Regions from separate parts of the Xenopus laevis genome. Here region 2 is linked to region 1. Evidence: chromatin contacts called from public Hi-C data. All regions are on one chromosome and are shown on one strand. The core of a region is the stretch at or near the end of the contact, and the rest is flanking DNA. Distances in the headings are between cores, read along the strand shown. Region 1 has its middle 7.8 kb from the start of six1.L. Region 2 has its middle 48 kb from the start of six6.L.

Region 1 (3,649 bases), core at 751-3,250:
AGTTGGCAGCAGGAAACGACACAAAAACCTTTCATAATTAAATGTGCCTATAAATTAACAAATAATAATCTGACGGACCCCAATGTTTCCACAGAAATGGATTCTCACCTGTACAGAGTACAATAAGGGTCCTGGCACTGTTAGCCATTAGGGGGTCCTTTGCACCTGCATTATTCGTTATCTCACCACTAAAGCGTTTTCTTTATGAGTAGAATTGTATTACAATTTAATTTTAACAACCAAATATATTTAAATAAATGCGTCTTTAAATATAAAGCAAGGAGGTACATTTACCCAAGGTACCAGCAGTTACATGTGTATTCTCTACACTATTCTCTGTTTGCTCTTCCCCTGAGCTGGCTAGTTATTACATTAATCACGAATAGAAAAGCCCATTCACATTACATGGCAATAACCATAATGAAACATAATCGTCATATCTTTTTCTAAACTCCTTGATTGGGGCAATTAATATTAAACCAAATAAAAACAATTTGCAACCGGCTTTCCCAAAAGTAACACATGATCTCAGCTTACTGGGTGTTTTTGTGGGTCAGAACAGAAGTCCTAGCAATAAAGCGCTGGCAGATTTGGCACAGATCGTGGGGCTCAATGCTCTGTACAGAATAGAACTAAACAGGCAGTTCTGCTCATTTGGCCCAATTACGCGCACAAATCTATTCACTGCGTATTTGCCAAGGTATAAAGCAACAAAAAGTCAGTCCTTGTCCCCGCTCTATGGGATCTGGTATATAGAAGCCCTTCTGTGATAAAGAAAGTGTTACGTGCAACCCACCTGAATATTCTGGGCAATTACCATCGCTTTTTTTTTTGTTATTGGGAAAAGGAAATCGTTTTTATAATATCCATGACTGACTGTAAAACGTATTGTGTTACCCGGATTGTGTGGGAAAATAGAGGCCTGTATGAAGAGCTGGGAACTGCGAGAGGAGAAGAAAACAGTACAACAGTGTTACATTTGTAAGCAAACTAGTAGCAGATAGGATTCCTTGCCTAAAAAGCTTACATTCCGCCGGCATGTCCACTCCAAAGAGACTTGGGGACGCATGGGAGGATAGCAGTTAATTTAAGGCATAGATAATTTAGTTTGGCCTATGTTTTTTTTGGTACCCACAATTATTTTAGGGTGATTAACAGCTCCTGTACTTTCTATTTGTGGCGCATCTGTGGTTAATACAATTCAACCCATTCTACATTGTACCAGGATATACTGCACAATAAGCTTTGATCTGTTCTGATTCCTATTCAACACATTTGGGGCAGTTGGTTAGTTACCAACCCTTCATCTTTGTTGAGCAAGAGACAGTAGTGTGGCAGTTGGCACTGGCAGCTAATAGTAACTTAGCACTGCATAGGGAGCCCCGGCTGTAGAATAAACAATTCTCTCCAAACTGAACGCCCTGGCCCCAACTAATTGTGGCTGCACACAGACACCTCTGCGCAAACACACACAAAACTCATTTCTACATACATTTGGGGAAATGTCATACCCTTTAAGAAATTAGAGAGAGTGTCGGTGCAGAGTGGCTACTTGGTTACAGTTTTATTTGCGCAGAATTTCCATTCCAGCAGGTGTTGCGTCTAGAAAGGAGTGATTTGGCCTCCCCATAAATAAAAGGGGAATCAAGGGGAGTTCTAGAATTGCCTACTGTTATCTACTGTATGTTTCATCTCCCTCTAGTTATCTTGTATGTACTTGCTTGCAATCCCGACCCATCTCTGCCTGAAATATCTCAATATCTGCGCGCATGGCGCGTCTGTGGTTTAGTTAAAACTAGAAGGAATAATGCCAGTCGCCGGATTATTATTAGATTACATGAGATTTGGGACGCTGGTGCCAAAGGAAACCATGGGGCCAGGATGCTGCAGATAATCTGTGCCCGGGGGAGTCAAGAGCAGGGAGTAAGCAGGGGACAGCAGTGCTGGGGGCATATAGGAGCGGAGCAGGAAGGTAAAGGGCTTTGTACTGTCAAAAATCCCTAAAAGGGCTGAGAAAATGTAGACTTGTCAGTAACACCTGCGCCTGCTTGCCAACTCAATGCGTTGAAGGCCCTGCAGGCAGCTCAGTAGGGCAGCTCCTTCCCACACCTCACTTTCCCAGCCTCACATCACCTTCTGCCTACTCTGCTTCCAGGGGCCACTGTGTATATCCCCTGCCCGCAGCTCTTCCCTGACATACCACCTGACTGGTTTAACAGTCTGCCTGCCAGAGGCAATGGAAACACACTGGGTGCTGCTGGGTTTCAGCTATGGGAAGATGTGTTCATCTGTGCCTGAGAACAAACAGGACTAGAATGTACAGTAACACAGTGTCACTTTGCAAAAATCTGATTTTTTTAAAAAAAGTAATACTATTGCATGGCAAAGTATATTTCCTTTTACAGGTGTACTGTTTCTGGTTCCTTTGGAATTACAAGACAGGAGGTCAGAACCAGTTATATTTTTCTGTATTTCCCAGTGAAGAACTTGTGCACTCCTCAGGCCTTCCAACACTTTAGTATGAAAAATAAATAATATGCAAGGTGGCTCAATTTTATTAGTGCAAAATAATCACAGCAAACAACATAAAAAAAATTGTATCAGATTATAATAAAACATACCATAAGGCAATGTGCTCCCACTGTCTGCAAACCTCACGTGAGCCACTCCCTCCTGACACGTTCCTCCTATGTTAAAAAGCACCATCTATAGTTTATATATTATTAGCTTACAAACACAGGCACAATTAATAAATCCACAAACAGCTAATATCTGGGTGCTCAAATCCCATTGGTTAATGTAGAAGGAGACGGTAGAATAATATTATGCATGCATTTTTCTTGTGTACTGCATGTCTTTCTTGTGTACCACACACCTTTTCTGTCACACATGAAACCGACCGCTTGACCAATTTTTGACTCCATTTCACTAAACATTTGCAGGTGGACAAACTCTGCAAAACCATACATAGCAAAAAAAAACTGTTCACACACCTAGATACACCAAGACCCACCCAAAAACCCTGTACTTTGAGACAAGCCCTGGTCCCTTTTGGAGTCCGCAAACTGGGAGAACTGGGAGGTGCGCCCTAATCAGGTCGTCAATCTGTGGCAAGTTATAATTCAGCAATTAACAATTCAGAGATAGTAAAGTTGTAATTGGGGTATTTAAGATTTAAGATTTAGTTTAGGACACACTTTTGTTGTTTTGCCACAGTCACAACGAAATATGACCCCAATCGGCCCAAAACCCTGCCCAATTTCAGGTAAGCCTTGCTGCCCTTTCTGGGGTCCATGATTAAACAGCATATTTCAGGGCACATTCCTTCTATTTTTAAAGGCATATCATGCTTTAGCAAATATCTGTTCTTGACACTATGGGCCTAATGTACAAATCCCATGGACGCTAGTAAGGACAAATCCATGGATCATAGGCACCCGACCCATGAGATTCATGAGACTGACCTGAATTCATCTAAATGATGTACAAGCCAGGGGGAATCCAAAGGTGAGCATGCAGTGCTGTGTTCATAGTGGAGAATACTGGGATTAATGGATAGCACACCCAATTTGAAAAAATAATAGAATTTTTGTATTACTTTTGTAATTTTTCTTTTCTTTTTTGTAATAAATTTTCTATTATTTTTTTC
Region 2 (3,537 bases), core at 910-3,409, 72 kb after region 1:
TGCATGTTTTGTGTTTTGGTACAACAGGGCGCTGACATATGTTTGTAAAATTAGAGACCTATGCATATACTTGCACATCAGCTGTGGGAAGGATGTTGGGAGATGTAGATGGCAAGGGCTGGAGAGCTACAAACAGTTTTGTATGATTTGTAGTACTTGCATCAATCACAAGTAACATTTTTGGTTGTTCCACTGCTCACTAGGGTCTAGCAGTTATGATATAACACCCAGAATATCGCAAGGTTATGGGGTAACATGTGCCTTCAGCAGTAAATTTCTACTTCAATAATCTTTATGCACATCGACTATGAGCTGCAAAGTTGGGGAAAGTTAAAATTAAATTAGAAATACCTGCGAAAGCTTGTGCTAAAACTAGGGAAAAATAGTTATTTTTAAAAACCAGTGAGGGTCAAATATGTATATTTTAAGGCTATAGAATTAAAAGACTACCTAGTTATTCTGCATGTTGGGTAATGCCAAATAAAAACATATATATATATATATATATATATATATATATATATATATATATATATATATTTATATATATATTTATATAAATATATATATGTTTGTTTATCCATTCCTTCAGTTTATGCCTTGATAAATATCCTTGCAGCTGTAGCTACATTCAGGGGCCAGTTGGCTGGGGGATCCAGGAGCTGGAATATCACAAGTCTATAATACTTTACACTGGCCTGGAAATGTACAGTTGATAGTGGAGCTATTTTTAATGTAACAGCTGTAAGAAATTGATGGCTCATTAGAGGCAACAGTGTTTATGATTAAACCCAACAAATCTAAAACGCCACATGAAATAGCTCAGTCAATAAGACCTTTTGCTCTGCTGTATTAGGCTCAGTTCCTCTAAAATCACTTTTAGCTCTTGATTCAATCGCTTTATTGCTATGAGTCTGGCACCAAACCAGAGCCAAAGTTACAGAAAAGGGACCCTTGGATAATGTAGAGAGGTTGTGGCCGCAATCTGAGAGGAAATAATATTAATCAGGGATGTCCAACAAGCAATCATCCAACTGTTGTTAACCTACAATTCACCAGTATGCCTCAGTCTGAATCTGGGTGCTGTGATTTTTTCTGAGAGCATATAATAACTGTTACACAGTAAGGGCTCTATTTGTTACTATTCAAAAATTTAAATTGCAAAAAAGCACACAATAGCGGCAAACACAATGAATTAACACAATTCTATAAATCCCACATTTTAATAAATAGTCCCCCATGGGGGAAATGTAATATAATTTGAAATCTGTGCACAAATAAGAATAAAAATGTGCATGTCGCAATGTAATATTCTTCATTAAGCATTTATTGCATTGCAAACCTTTAACACCTGCTTGAAGGTGGATTAAACTTTTGGAGCAAACAACTTTTTCATTAAGAAGTTTCATTAAATACACTGCGCACTATCGCAAATGATAAAATTATCAACTATCGTGTGAGGGGCAAAGAGTTCTGAAAGGCAAAATTGTTTGCATTGCCAACATTTATTCGCAATGTGAACGAATTTTCTGTTAACGACTAATATTATATTCCCCCATATGTGTCTTTAAAGGGATAATTCATTTCTCAAAAGAGCAAACAGATTTTTTTATATTCAATTTTGAAATCTGACATGGGACTAGACATATTGTCAATTTCCCAGCTGCCCCAAGTCATGTGACTAGTGCTCTAATAAACTTTAATCACTCTTTACTGCTGTACTACAAGTTGGAGTGATATCACCCCCTCCCTTTCCCCCTCCCCCAGCAGCCAAACAAAAGAACAATGGGAAGGTAACCAGATAGCAGCTCCCTAACACAAGATAACAGCTGCCTGGTAGATCTAAGAACAACACTCAATAGTAAAAACCCATGTCCCACTGAGACACATACAGTTACATTGAGAAGGAAAAACAGCAGCCTGCCAGAAAGCATTTCTCTCCTAAAGTGCAGGCACAAGTCACATGACCAGGGGCAGCTGGGAAATTGACAAAATGTCTAGCCCCATGTCAGATTTCAAAATTGAATATAAAAAAATCAGTTTGCTCTTTTGAAAAATAGATTTCAGTGCAGAATTCTGCTGGAGCAGCACTATTAAATTTTTTTTTCCCCATGACAGTATCCCTTTAATACTTTGGCAATGTGTTTTTTTTGGGGATCTTGGCGCAGTGGCATAACTTGGCAACAGCAGGCCCGGCTGCAGGATGTGCTCCTGGCCCCTAATTGCGCACTAGCATTCTGCCAATATATGTGCTGCAAAAATCTCTCCCTGCCCTGCTGCTTGTGATAAATCTTATCTTGGCTACAGCTGGCCCCCAGGGGGTACAGACCCTGGTGCAATCACCCCCCCTGCACACCTAGTAGTTATACCACTGTTGGTGCCCAATTGTTTGGGTCCACTGTTGATGGGGGACAAGAGCAGATTCCCATTCTGCCCTATCCCACCCTACAACTGCCCATGCATCACACAATAGGGCAATGGGCACACAACACCATTACAGGCAATGTGTTCTCTGGGACATAATTAGATCTATGGGCTTCCTATTTATTTCAAATGCAATTGCTTGGACCCATGGATGCTATTATTACACAGAAACCCTGACTTTATTTGCCTCAAAAAACTTTTCAAAGTAAAATTTGAATCACCATAAACTTAAAATAAAGTTATTTATAAAAGCCAAGATCACTGGTATAACAATTGGGGGTGACAGGCTTGTGAATGCACCTGGGCACACCCCCAATGGGGCCCGTCAGAGACACAGCAACACGATCAGGTTGAAAGGAACATATACAGTAAATGTGTACTCAGGTGCACATCCAGAGTGTGAGGGCCATCCAGGAGAACAGGGCCAGCCTTAGACTGATTGGACCGATTTGGCCCAGTATGGCCCCACACCCCTGGAGGCTCAGCCCCAGGGGGCAGCACGTGTAAGAATTTCCATAGCACATAAAGCTGCCCAGTCCTCCCCCAACTCTGATAGGCCCAGTCAGCTTCAATCTCCATAGGGCCAGCCCACTCTCAATCCCAATCAAATGAGCCCGTCCCAAAACCGAATCTGCTTAGCCTGCCCCAACCCGATTGGCTCAGTCCACTCTCCTATTTCCTTTGTGTCTGTTGACCTGTGTGCCCCTGTTTCCTCCCTCCCTCCCTTCCTCCCTCTTTCTCACTCCTTTCCCTGTGTGCCCCTATTTCCTCTCTCCTGTCCCTGTGCCCCATATCCCCCCCCCTTCCCTTTCTCTCTCCTGTCCCTGTATGCCCCCATTCCTAGGTCTGAACTGTTTTGTTCATGAATAACAGTTATGGAGTGAGAGACCACTTTAAGCATACCCCAAAAATATTTTCTTTCTGTGGATTTTTATAACCTCTAAGGAATTTGAGTAGTTAGCAAGTATTCTATTCTTGTTTATGTAGCAAGAGGAAAGATAAAAGAATTGCAGTAAGAAGCCATATCTTATGTGCTGCAAATATTTCCATGAAAGATTCATTAATTTGGATCTAATGAGATGAAAATAAACCAAAATAGCTCAGATGTGTTAC

What was found. Hi-C and Micro-C count contacts between places; a contact is called where the count stands out from the background.
Region 2: a contact with region 1 is called in a Hi-C map of the XL177 cell line, with 2.2 times the contacts expected there. The contact joins two enhancer-like sites. A contact is called at or near these places in 2 of 4 Hi-C or Micro-C datasets (the XL177 cell line and the XTC cell line).

Annotation. Positions count from the first base shown.
Region 1 is chr8L:93,780,906-93,784,554 of Xenopus_laevis_v10.1, forward strand. No RefSeq gene overlaps it. Among protein-coding and RNA genes, the nearest start is that of six1.L, 7.8 kb to the left of the region's middle. Within about 2 kb of position 2,001, at least 2 of the 7 cell types and tissues checked have an H3K27ac peak or open chromatin away from gene starts, as enhancers often do.
Region 2 is chr8L:93,852,407-93,855,943 of Xenopus_laevis_v10.1, forward strand. No RefSeq gene overlaps it. Among protein-coding and RNA genes, the nearest start is that of six6.L, 48 kb to the right of the region's middle. Within about 2 kb of position 2,160, at least 1 of the 7 cell types and tissues checked has an H3K27ac peak or open chromatin away from gene starts, as enhancers often do.